Linked DNA regions of Hordeum vulgare: region 2 is linked to region 1. A link is a contact called in public Hi-C data. All regions are on one chromosome and are shown on one strand. Each heading gives the region's core, a stretch centred on a gene start, on an enhancer-like site or on the middle of the called end of the contact. The rest is flanking DNA. Distances are from core to core; before and after follow the strand shown.

Region 1 (6,386 bases), core at 2,465-4,964:
AGGGTCTCGTCATGACCTACAGTCTGATGTGACTTGTGCTCCCTAGCCGACTAGTCGCTCGACTAGCCGGGCTGGGCTCGTCTGCCTCGCCCCTAGCCGGCAGGTGCTTCCTGGCCGGCTAGAGAGTTGGTCGTCTCGCCCCCAGCCGGCAGGTACTTCCTAGCTGGCCAGGGGACTTGGTCTTTGCAGAATGGTTCTTGTTGTTCTTCCTTGGTTGAAGGCAAAGGAGTAGGCTCGATGAGCCTACTCCGGGGTTATCCCCCCGACAATGGGATTTGGTAAGGTGGTCATCTCTCAACATTTATCTGTAGAGAAGGTCATGCTTGTTGAGTCCCTTGCATACAATTTGCTTTCCGTTTGTCAGCTTGCAATTATGGGCTTTGCCACATTCTTTAATCTTGATACCGTGACCCTTTTGTGGAGCAAGACTCTTAAAGTAGCCTTTGTTGGACATGTCAAGAACGGTCTTTATGTGCTGAACTTTTCGAAACGACCTACTAGGATCGCAACTTGTCTAATGGCTAAAGTTGATGTGAGTTAGCTATGGCATCACCGGCTAGCTCATGTCAATATGAGAGCTTTGCAAAGTCTCCTCAAAGAGGACCATGTTCGTGCACTAACAAATGTGAGTTTTGCCAGAGACCGTGCTTGAAGTGCTTGTATTGAAGGAAAGCTTCATGAAATAGCTCACCGTCCCACAACTATCATCTACTCTAAAAGGCCTTTGGAGCTTCTTCACATGGATCTCTTTGGTCCTCCATCTTTTGATAGCTTGGAGAAAGAAAGTATTGCTTGGTGATTGTAGATGACTACTCAAGATACACTTGGGTATACTTCTTCAAGAGGAGAGTGAGACTCAACAAACTATCATCGACTTTGCTAATGAAGCTCAACGTCAATATGAAGCAATGATTTTGATGATTAGAAGTGACAATGGCACCGAGTTCAAGAACTACACCTTGAATGAGTTCCTTAGTGACGAGGGGATCAAGCACAAATATTCAACACCCTATACCCCTAAACAGAACAACGTGACGGAGAGGAAGAACTGGAATTTGATGGATGCGACAAGAACCATGATGGCGGAAGCTACATCAATCAAGGTGGACCTGTCACCAAGTGACGCGTGCGACGAATTTTTGCTGCAACCGTAGTTGCATTTTGCTACTACCGGTGAACTTTTTCCTACATCCATCAAGTTGGTGTTGCAAATAAAAACTTTCTTCAAATTTGTTATTTTTTCTAAATCAATGAACTTTTTGAAATACGCAAACTTTGTTCTCAAAATGCATGATATTATTAAAATCAATTACCTTTTTTCAAATCCCTGCAAATGTTTTTCTCAAAATTCAAGTTTTTTTTCAAAATCAATGAAGGTTTTCAAATCTATGATTTGTTTTCAAAACCAGTGAACTTTTTTTATAACCGATATTTTTTTATCAAAATCAGTGAACTTGTTACAAGTTTATGTAGTTTTTAAAAAAATTCATGATTTATTTAATTCTATGTTTTTTCTTCAAAATTTGAATTTCTCTTTAAAATCTACGAGCCTTCTCAAATTCAATGTTTTTTTCAAAATCATGATTTTTTTCACCTTTTTGAGAATTCAATGGTTAACCGTATCAAATTGTTCAACCATGAGCAGTATAACGGGTCACAGGCTAATAAGCTAAGTGAACTTTTTGCATGATGCACGAGATCGCATCCAAGGCTCCTCCCACGCTCCTAGCTCCTAGCTCCGCGCTCCCACGCCGGCGGCCACTCCGGCCCCGGCGTCCACCGCCCTCGGCGCCGGCCACTCCGGCCACGCCGCCCAGCTCGCCATCATGGCTCTCCCCCCTCCCCCCTCCCCCCCCCCCCCCCCCCCCCCCCGCCGCCGCCGCCGGGCTCCGGTGTCCCCTCATCGGCGAGGCGGCCCTCGTCCTCCCCGCCCGCTACGCGCCCCTCGCCGCCTGCCGCTCGCCGCCCCCCCCCCCCCCCTCTGCTCCGAGATTTGTCGGATGCCATCAGGAGGGGTGCACGCACGACGCATGGTAGGCTGCTAGGGGATTTGTCGGCCTCGCCCGCGCCCCTCCTGGCTGCTTGAAGGGGACTGCCCGCGCTGTCTCGACGCCCATCCGCGCTCTGAATGCCGGAAGGATATCCGCTGCGCAAGGTGTCATTTTTTCGGCCACATCGCCAAGCAGTGCCATCTCCCCCGTGCCGCCCCTCCCTCCGCCGACGGCCGCTCCCCCCTCCCATCCGGCGACGCGTCCCCTCCCCGACGGCGGTCGACGGCCGCCCTATGTCGTCTGGCTCGGCGGCGTCCACCCGCTCCTCGTCCGGGATGCTAACACCCGCGTCCTCCGGGCAAGCATCCACCGCCGGCCAGCGCCCCTCGTCGGCTTCCCCCGCGTCCTCCGGGTGGACTGCGTCGGGCGGGCTCGACGGCCCCTCGCCGGCATCCTCGGTGCCTGCAACGTCCTCACGCCCCTCCTCACCAGCCTCGGTGGGCTTCTCCGTCGCCACCCCGCTCTCTGGCCACCCTGCTTCCCGCCCGGCCACGGCTATTTGCTACCTACCCCGCTCCCAGGAGGTCATCGCCACCGAGCGTGCTCTGGAGTGCGCGCTCCCGGTCATCGTCGCGGGCCGGCGCACTAGTGTTTCTCGCGATGAGATTGCCGAGGCCCTTCGCTCCTAGTGCGGCCTTGCCGACGGCGACTTCTCCGTCCACCGGCGCGCTCCGGAGGACTTCCTCGTTCGCTTCAAAGACCCCTCGCTGCGCGCCCGCGTCGCCACCACCCGCGTGCGCACGCCTCGCTTCCGCCTCATCTTCCACCCATGGGGCCGGTCTGCGGGCTCTGAGCCGGTGAAGGCCCTGTTCCTCGTCTCGTTGGAGCTCTTCGGCGTCCCTGACCACGCCTGGCATCGTTCCGCCGCCGAGACTCTGCTCTCTCTGTTCTGCAAGATCGAGCACCTCGCGCCGGAGACTTGGAACATGTCCGACATGTCCGTCTTCAAGCTTGCAGCTTGGACCATCAACCCCGACGCAATCCCACGCTCCTCCGAGCTTCTCGTGCAAGACGACGACGCGGTGGATCTCGACGCCGATCCGGATCGTGTGGAGCGCTTCGCACTCGGGCTCGACTACCGCCGCCCATCTCCGCCTCCGCCTCTGCCGCCCTCCGCCGGCGATGCTGGCCTGGGCCAAGCTCTCCCCCTCTCCCCCTACGTTGGCCGCAGCAGCATGACTTCCCTCCCGCCCAGCCGGACTGCACGCGCCCTCCTCCTCGTTGGGACGGCCACCGGCGTAGTCGCCGTCGGGCGCACGCGCCACCGCCGTGCCGCGTTTCGGCTAGTATCCTAGGGCCCCACCCCGGCAGTCTCGCACCTTTTCACCGGGTCCCCGCGCGTCAAAGGTTGGGTTCTGTTGTCGAAACCGTTCTGCCCAGACAACGGGCCCGCCCCGACAGCCCACCGCCTGCTGCAGAGGCCCACCTGTCCACTCATGTGCTTTCCTGCGGGACCCAGGAGGTTTGGGACGTGCATGATTCGAACGCGCCAATCGCTGTTGGGCCTTCCTCGCCAAGTCTCGAAGATCATGTCGTTCCGCCCCTCCCGTCCACGCCTGTCTCCAACTGCCACCCCACCGCGCCCTCGGATCCCGCGCCAATCCTGCTTGGCCCGGATTGGATGGCCGGCTCGGCATTGGATGCCCCGCCTGGCATGGCCCCACCCTTGGATGCCGCTCCTTTCATGGATCGGGACCCTGGGGCGACGTGCATGACCCCATCACTTCCTCCGGGCCCGCGTCCATCCCATCGCTGCATGGCGCGTCTCCCGCCACTCCACGCCAGGAGCGATGCATGGCGCTTGTCCTCTCGCCTGCTGCCCCCCCCCCCCAGCCCCAGCTCTGCCCCACCTGCTTCTTTCGAGGCGCTGCCACCCAACCAGGAGCCAGCTACGACTGCGACGGATGACCTGGCCATGCAGCCCATGCAGATGGCCGCGAACGACGCCCCTCTCGCCTCCTTTGTTGACGCTATTCCCGTCAGGGCCTCTTCCCTCTTGCGTGCGCCCAAGCCACGGCGTCGACGGAAGGAGCTACCGGCTAACTTTACGCCACGGCGCAGTTTCCGGATCGCCCGGGCCGATCTCGGTCTCAGTTCAGAGAAGAAAGCTAAACGAGTCCTTCTCCGGCGCCTTGGCCTCATTGAAGATGACGACTCCCCCATCCCCAGCGATGTTCTTGACAAGTATGCCCTTCTCTTCGAACAGCCCCTGGCCATGGACGTCCTTTAGGGCATCGCGGACTTCTTTGGCTGGCAGCTCCCGTCTGCGCTCCCTGCGACCGCCCGCGCGGTGAGCGCGCAGCTCATTGAGGCTTAGCACTGTCGATCCTGTAACCCTAACGCCTCCATCATCTTTTTATGGATTACAACTTTAAAGCCATCTGCTGGAACGTTCGTGGCCTGAACTCCGGTGCCAAGTGAACGGCTGTTCGTAGCGTGATCACCGTTGCCACCCCGTCCATCGTTTGCCTGCAAGAAACTAAACTAGCACTCGTCACCGATTCCATTGTGCTTGACACGCTCGGTCCACTCTTTGAGGACTACTTCTTCCTCCCCGCAACCGGCACCCGTGGGGGCATCTTCCTTGCCTGGCGATGTTCGGACCTCTCCCTCTCGAACCCAATCGTTGGCACACACCATGTCACAGCTATCGTTACCCCCCCCCCCCCCCCGGCTGGCGAGGGCCATTGGTGGATCACTGGGTCTACGGACCACAAGACGACGACGCCAAGCTCGAGTTCTTGGCCGAGCTGCACGATGTGCGTGATTCCCGCATAGGTCCGTGGCTCCTTGGCGGTGACTTCAACATGATCCTCTCAGCGGCCGAGAAGAGCAATGCAAACATCAACCACCACATCATGGGCAGATTTCGACGATTCATTGCTGATGAGGAGCTCCGTGACTTATACATGCACGGCCGCCGTTATACGTGGTCTAATGAGCGCAACAACCCGACCCTAGTCTGTAACGACTGCATCCTCTGCACCTGTGGATGGGAGACTGCTCACCCCCATTGCATCCTTCAGTGCCTCTCTTCGGCAGCCTCGCACCACTGCCCGCTCCTGGTCGACTGTGTGGCACGACCACCCGGGGCTAGACGCTTTCACTTCGAGAGATTCTGGCCAAAGCTTCAAGGCTTCCACGACGTGGTTTCTGAGGCTTGGACATCCTCCGCGCCTGACGCCGACCCTTTTAGAAGGATCGTGGCACATCTCAAGGCTACGGCAAGACAGTTGCAGCGATGGAGCGCGCGCACGATTGGCAACATCTCCTTGCAGCTCAAGGTCACGCTAGAGCTCATCGCGCGCCTTGACGCGGCACAAGACTCCAGGCCACTCTCCCTCCTCGAGACCTGGCTGCGTCGGAAGCTCAAGGCTTCGTACCTGGGCCTCGCCTCCCTTGAGAGATCGATAGCATGGCAACGAGTGCGCCTTTCCTGGCTACGTAGCGACGACGCCGCGCTATCCTACTACAAAATCCACGCGGCACACCGCAAGCAGTGCAACCTTATGACGAGCCTCCAGGTGGGCTCCACCACTATCACTGATCACGAAGCTATGGTCAATGTCGCCTTCGACCACTTCTCCGAGGTGCTCGACACCGCTACAGAGCGCGATATCACGCTTGATCTCCATGCTCTCCAAGTTCCGCAGTTCGACCTGCTCGTGCTGGACGCCCCATTCACCGATGACGAGATCTGGGACGCCGTCAAAAGCTTGCCGGACGGCAAGGCGCCCGGCCCCGATGGCTTCACCTCCGAGTTCCTTGTTGCTTGTTGGGACATGATCAAGCATGACTTCCGCAAAGCTTTCGACAAACTATACTCCATGAACGGCCGAAGCTTTCAAAGCTCAACGAGGCACTCCTCACTTTGCTCCCAAAGCGTGCGGACGCGTGATCACTATATGACTACCGGCCGATTAGTCTCATCCACATCTTCGCCATGCTTGTCGCGAAGCTGCTCTCCCTTCGGCTGGCACCTCATCTAGGATCCATTTTTTCCACTAACCAAAGTGCTTTCATCGGAGGACGGTGCATCCATGACAACTTCATGCTCGTGCAGCAAATGGCTCGTCTCCTCCACAACCTCAAGGCGCCGTGTATGCTTCTCAAGCTCGATATCGCACGGGCCTTTGACAGCGTGTCATGGCCGTTTCTACTCCAGGTCTTGGCGCACCTTGGCTTTGGGCCACGATGGCGCGAGTGGATATCCATCCTTCTCTCCACGGCCTCGACGAGGGTGCTCATCAATGGACACCCAGGTCCCCCGATCGACCATTCCCATGGTTTTCGACAAGGTGATCCGGTCTCTCCCATGCTCTTCACGATCGTGAT
Region 2 (6,902 bases), core at 93-2,592, 370 kb after region 1:
GGGGCAAGTTTCATGTTCATCATGTTAAAGGCATGTGACACATGAATGGACATAATTGGATTCATTAGATTTTTTTAATTACCTTTCATATATAAATTATTTTTATCTAACTTATAAATTATTTTATATGATTTTTCAAAAAAATATATTAATATTTTGAAATTAACTGAATTTATTTTAATTGAAAAATACAGGAAAAGGCTAGGTGCAACAGCAATGCACCACAGGCTGACACAGGGGCCAGTTGACTGCTGAGTCAGCAGTGAATTGTGGACCAGTTGACTGGTCAACTCACGAGGCCTAGTAAGAGGGGTTAATTCACAGGATTAATTAATCTTAATTATCCTAATTAACATGTGGGGGCGAGCTGTTGATTTACGACTTAACCAAATTAATTTAGATTAACTTAATTAATCTATAGTGGGGCCCTTGTGTTGGTGGTTTAGAGACTAATTATTTGCTTAAACTAATCTAACCCAAAAATTAACAAGGATTGGCCGCACCTGTCAATGACAGCAGCGTATCATTAGCGCGGTTTTGGCCGGCGGTTCGCCGCCGGCGAGGCCAGACACGACGGAGGGCGTCAGAAATTGCCCTCCGGCCACCAAACGAGCGGCGGAGGGGCTCTATGTGTAGCTGGCGACGCGACGCATCCAATGAGGGGCAGCAGCAGGTCGCGTAGCACCGGAGCTCGACAGGACCGAGCACGTGGCGGCAGCCTGAGCTCATCTGGGAGCGGGCAGGAGGCTGCAGCTGCAAGGGAGCCTATGGGGCTGTGGTATGGGTCCCTGTCGATGCGAGTGCGATTATGCACTCGGAAGCGACCGGTTCGAGCGCTAGGCATGGTGACGACATGGACGGCGGTGAGCAGTGCTCGGGTTCGACGGTTAGCTTGCTAGAGCTCTAAATCGAGCACGGCGTCAAGGAAAAACAAAGCAGGAGCTCACTGGGGTTCGTTTGGAGGTGATGGAGAGGTCGGGGAAGCTCCGACGGCAACGAATCGATCATCGGCGTCCGACGGGCGCGCTCGCAGAAGTCGGGTCAGTGGCGACGAGGTAGGGCAAACGGGCTCGCGTGGATCGTTAGGGAAGACGATGAGGTCTCAACTGAGCCCGATTACACAACGGCAGGGCAAGAGTGGCACGGTGGCTGCGGGGTTCGCGACGGCGCGACGACGAGCGAGCTCGGACCGGAGCGAGGGGGCGCAAGGGAGAAGGAGTGAGAAGCTAGGGTTCGGGGGAGGCACGGGGGAGGTCATATGCATCGCGGGGAGGCAGCGAATGGCCGCCGCGTGGCCATCGGCTGCATGGACGCCGCAGGCGCGTTCAGCGCTCCCCTGTGAGCAGGAGGTAGGGGACGATGGGGTTTGTGGGCTGGGCTGCACTGTTCGCGGGCCGGTTAAGTGCACAGTGCTTCTTTAGTGTTTTTCTTTTCGTTTTTATTTTTCTATCAATTGAATCAGCTATTATTTTCCATTTGTCTCAAAAAAAGCTATTATTTTCCATTTATTTAAAGTAGAAAATATATTTGGTTTGAGTTGAATAAATACTAGGTAATATTCTAGGGCTGTACAAAAAGTTTCAAGCCAATTGGTAAGGTTTAAACATTTTTAGAATTTAAAAAGATCAGGTTGTTTGCTTTTGGACCTCTTATTAATTTCTTAGGGATTTATGTGTGAGTCAAATGATGTTGGTTCCTACATGAAAATTACTTAGTGAATATTTTTAACCCAACCAAGATTTTCCTTTTTAGTTCGAAGTTGAGTTTCTTTTAAATTTGGATTTGGCTTTAATTTTTATCAAGTGGCAATTTTCATAGTAATCATGATGACATGACACTATTAGTGGGAGATCACTACGACGAGAAACTGGGGGTGTTACAATTGGTCCCCTTCAATTCCGTATGTATCAATTTCTCGACAAACCACGTGATGGATGGCAGGCAATACAAGGACATCGGAGACGGAGAGGACATCGTGGACGAGGTGCCCGCTGCCGCGGAAAGTGCATGCAGCGTCAAGCGCACGGATCCGCCGCCGCCCTCAGGAGAAGTCCAGCTTTGACCACCGCCGCATCCTAGGACCTTCCACGCTCGTCATCTACCATGCCACTTCGTTGTAGATTATGCTCCACTGCGGCGTCAACGTCGCCAGTTCCTCCTCTTCGGGGAGGCCTCCTTACTTGTTCTTGCCGCGAGGGACGCTGTCATCCCCGACCAGTTTGCCTTCGTGTTGCTTTGGCTCCATCTCCTCCTTGCACCATGGCCGTCGTCGTCGAGCACCGTAGCATCTCTCTCACTCAAGGAACAAGATAAGGGGAAAATGAGGGAAGGCGGCTAGCTAGAGGGTGAGGGTTCGTTGGGGTACAACAAAGCGATCGTTCAGCCGACACAATGGCGGCGAGGGAGAGGGAGTGCTGGCGGCGACATAAGAGCATCTCCAACAGCCGGCGAGGGAGGGGGGTGCAACCGCCCAACGTGCGGCGCACAAAAATTTAGTTTACAGCACGCACATCGTAAAATTTAGCGCACTGGCTCCAGCGAAAGCTGTAAAATTTGGCGCGCATGGCACTCTAGCAGACACACAAAAACTCAGCGCATGCAACATACATTTTTTATCGTAGAATATTTTTTAAACTATACATAAGGACACATAGCATAGTTGCATAGATAGCATAGATAGATAGAAAACGATAAAAAGCGATTAGATAGATACATAGCATTGATAGCCTAGAGAGATAGAAGACTACCCCTCATCCTCGTCGTCGGACTCCGACGCGCAGGTGTCCGATTTCTCCATCGTGATGAAGGCGTCAGTCCAGCGTTCATTCATCGGAGGACCAAGTCAACGATTCCTTCGGCTCCATCTGGAAGAGTGCGGCTTGCTTCCGCGTACGTCTATCTTCACGATAGGCGGCTTGCTCCGCCCTCCTCTCCGCCCTCCTTTGCACGAATAATTCGCGCTCGTCGAGGACGTCCTGCGGGAACTGCCGACGTCACTCCGCCATGGCATGCTCGTCCATCTCAGCAATACTGAGGCGACGCTCCCGCCTCTGGTCCCGGCAACGGTCCTCTTCGGTGACAACCCGTGGACGAGGCGTGAGGTTCTGCGCTCACTCCAGCGTCATCACCTTGGGAAAATTCATCTCCCTACGAGGCCTATTGTACGCACGGACGACCTCGTGGGCGGTCACGAACGTGCCGAGGCCGAGGCGCATGTCGCCGGATCGGATCTCGACATAGAAGGTCCCAGAGGGGCGCGCGCGGACGCCGCGATAGCCCGAAGTTCCCCGACAGCGCAGCGGCATGGTGGCACGGCGGCGGCGAGGCAAGAAAAAAGGCAGAGGGGCGCGTGACGAGGCGAGGGAGGACGCGTGGCGAGGTGAAGGGGCGACGGTTTTGATAAAAGGGCGTGTGGCGGACGCTACATTTATAGGCGTGCTGGACGCTGCGCGTCATGTGCTATCACGCGCCCATCCTCTTTTTATCTCCTGCACGCAACCGTTTTCCACGCGCCTGACTTTGAGCACGCCGGACCATCCCACGCTCATTAAAATAGCGTTTTAGCGTGTCGTTTACCGTCGCTGTTGGAGATGCGCGTGGGGGGGGGGGGTACCAGTGGTTGGGGTTCCCTGTGCCGTGGTTTTGTTTTTTGGTCAGCTATTGTTGTCCCAAATTTATCACTCCTGTATCAATGCCCAACTGTTGGAGCTCTTTTTGGCCCCAAAACAAAACAAAAAACTTTTTTTTTCACGACTGCGTTTTTTGATCTATTGTTTTGGAGATGATCTATACTTTTTTTTAACGGCTGGAGATGCTCTAAACAGCCGAGAATACAAGTCGTAATCGCACTAAGCACAAGTTTGAACAAGATAACACAGACGTAACTGAAAAAAGTTCACGGTTAGACAACTATTTAGCATGGACTGGAAGGACTGGTAAGGACTGGTAAGATCTATACTATGACTTGCAGCTTTTGCAGTGCTCTTTAGGTTCACCATACATTGGCGAGAGAAAATGGTTACACAACTTACTAAATCTAGCTACTTTCTCCCTCGGTCCCACAATTCTTGTTGTTGTTTTAGTTCAAATTTGAACTGAAACAACGACAAGAATTATGGGACGGAGGGAGTACATTACATGTACGTACTACTACTATTCTGTTACAAATTAGAAATACCAAGTATTCATGCATCCCAACAAACAGTCCTTATCGACTCTGATACCACCAACCTAGAAATCTAACATTAGTTTCAGGACCAAACCAATAATTGGTTTTCGGTTGAAGTGGTAATATACACTCAATCGTCATAAGGTTTTAGTCAGTCTTTGACACTTTAGATGATTGGGGAAGGTTATACAGAATTAGGCATGTCAACAATACAATACCACCTAAGATAAAAGAAGCGTTTAATTGTAACATCCCAAATTTTGGAATGTTAAAATAATTATTAGATTGTCTGTTTGTTTGCTTGAGTGACTGAAACTTGTGTGAAATTTGAAACTTTTCAAAAACTTTTGAATGAGAGGGAATAAAATGACTTTCCCCATCTCCGATGAATTCAAATTCAATCTTTTAAAAGCAATGAGAGAAGATGACATGACTTCTTCAACTATAAAGAATTTGAATGGAGCTGGCATTTGAATTTTCTTCGATTTTAATTTGCAAATTCTATTTTCCCTCCACTCAAGAAATGCCGGGGAATAATATTCTGTCAAACAGAAAAGAGAGGAGGAACATGACACTCCAGAGCCAGGGGCATTGTTGAAGTATTTTGAGCCAAGGAAACAAAAAGAAATAATGCTTTTAGGGATTTTTTTTGGAAAAGCATTTTTTTTAGTTTTTATTTTGGCCGTGGAAAAAATGCCCATCATTTAGATTTTATTTTTCTGATAATTTTAGTATATAGAAACTCTATATTCCGAATTGATTTGATTTCTCTTTTATCGTTTTAGTTTCTTAGTTTTGAAAAAGGAAAGAAATCGTGTTTAAATGGAAATAAACGGTGGCCCATTAAGACCTTTCCAAAAACTGGCCCAACAGGATCTTCTTCTTCCTCTATCTCCTTCCTCACCTGCAGAGGACCTTCCTTAGCCATGGAGAGAGAAATCCTCACTTCCGGGATTCGCGAGCTATACTTCCTCCCGGCGCCTTCCGTCACCACTATAAGAACGCCCCATCTCTCCTCTTTCCATTCCCCTAGAGAAATCCTCCTCTCCCTGCCCGTGGCCACGACACCCCCACCATTGTTGTTCCTGCAAGGAGCCGAACAGAAGAACGCCCAGGAGCACCTGACGCCCCCTTCCTCGCCTCCGAGACCCCCTCCGCCGTTCCCCCTCCCCGCCGGCGACCTCTCCACCTCGCCGGAGCAACTACCTCGCCGGAGTTCTTCCTCTCTGTCACCCATGGTGAGATTCACGAAATCCCGTATTGCAGTTTTTTTCAGAAAATTGCAATCTTAAAAAATTCATATCTATTAGTCTATAACTCCGAATTAGGTGATTCTTTTTGCATTGGATCACAAATTTTATGTAGTTTCCGTAGATATGTAATTTGTCTATGTTTGGATTTATAAAAATTGAGTTAGATCAGATTTGAATTAAAGCTTGTTTTGCTTATTCCGGGAGTTTAAAAACAGCTTTTAATTTGATTCTTTTTGCTGCTGCTTCCTATTGATCATATCTTTCAGTAGTTTAAATTTCAATTTTTTTTAAATATTTTTACTTAAGGTTTTAAGCAAAACAGATTCTGTTTTAGCCTTTTTTTTGTTTTCTTGCTATTTCTTTTGTATTATTTGTTCTTAATTTGTTTTTTTGTAATTGTGACAAGTTATATTTTGTTTTCTGATATTTACCAGTAACTTTTCAACAACAACAAAATTTTGTTTTATTTATTCTTATTTGTTTGCATGGAATCAATTCTAGTTCTATACTAACTTGCGAATTGGTTGCATTGCTAGTTTGATTTCCTATTTTGAAAATACTTATAAAATAATATTGTTTTGTAAATTTTACTTCTGTTATCTTAGTTATTTTATATTTTGTTTTCTGTTATTTTTTCTATTTTAGTGTTTTATTTTCAGTTGGAACAAAAACTATATAGTGTTTGATGTAGTAGAAGGCTTCCTAGCTTCTTTGAAGCTTCCTTTGGATTTTTATCCGCTCTCTCTTATTAATTTTTGATTGCATCAACTTTTATTGCTGTTTGTTAATTGATTGCTAGTGTGAGTGCTTATGTGAATATTATGTTTGATTATATAGATTTCATCGGAGAGTGACGAATAGTTCTATCACGTATTTCCCGAGAACGAAAATTCTTCTTCGGCAACATCACCAAGCAAGTCACTTTGATCATACTATCACCTATGTTTTATGCATCGTAGTTCTACCATCCTATGCCCAATTGCATGCTGAGTAGGTACTTGGAAATTTTAGTATAGATTGTAGTATCATGTAGTAGGCACACAACAACCCGGATACTTGGCCCCGGGACGATAAATTTCATATTGCTATGCTTGAGTAGACGGGATTTCGGTTGAGTGCATAACACGAGTGATGCAAGGTTGATTAAGTAATCAAGACCGGTTAAGACAAGATTTTCAAGACCTCGGACGCAATGCAACTCTGGGTGAAGGACGGTTGATCGGCTCCCTGGAGAACCCAGTGGATGACCCGGGATGCTGGAGAGGCCATGACATCCTGCGGAAAGCTTCACCCAGGCTCAAAGAGACGGACGGATATTTTCAAGACCCAAGGCTTACCTGCACAGCCACAAGTCATTATGGGCTCTGGCTTGGTTGGACAACGCGGCGACTCTGGACAGGCGGTGCTAGCAGATGTAGAAGAACGGTAGGATTGGATGGGCACCGACAGGGATTCAGAGGGACCCGTTGAAAGACCATGTT

What was found. Hi-C and Micro-C count contacts between places; a contact is called where the count stands out from the background.
Region 2: a Hi-C map of seedling shows a contact between it and region 1, with 2.7 times the contacts expected there. The contact joins two enhancer-like sites. A contact is called at or near these places in 2 of 6 Hi-C or Micro-C datasets (leaf and seedling) and 1 of 1 datasets of contacts at active chromatin or transcription factors (embryo).

Annotation. Positions count from the first base shown.
Region 1 is chr5H:146,627,472-146,633,857 of MorexV3_pseudomolecules_assembly, forward strand. No RefSeq gene overlaps it. Among protein-coding and RNA genes, the nearest start is that of LOC123397720, 60 kb to the right of the region's middle. Within about 2 kb of position 3,715, at least 3 of the 3 cell types and tissues checked have open chromatin away from gene starts, as enhancers often do. A contact at or near this core is called in leaf and seedling, where this site is marked.
Region 2 is chr5H:147,000,304-147,007,205 of MorexV3_pseudomolecules_assembly, forward strand. It overlaps the pseudogene LOC123395603. Among protein-coding and RNA genes, the nearest start is that of LOC123395604, 5.6 kb to the right of the region's middle. Within about 2 kb of position 1,343, at least 3 of the 3 cell types and tissues checked have open chromatin away from gene starts, as enhancers often do. A contact at or near this core is called in leaf and seedling, where this site is marked.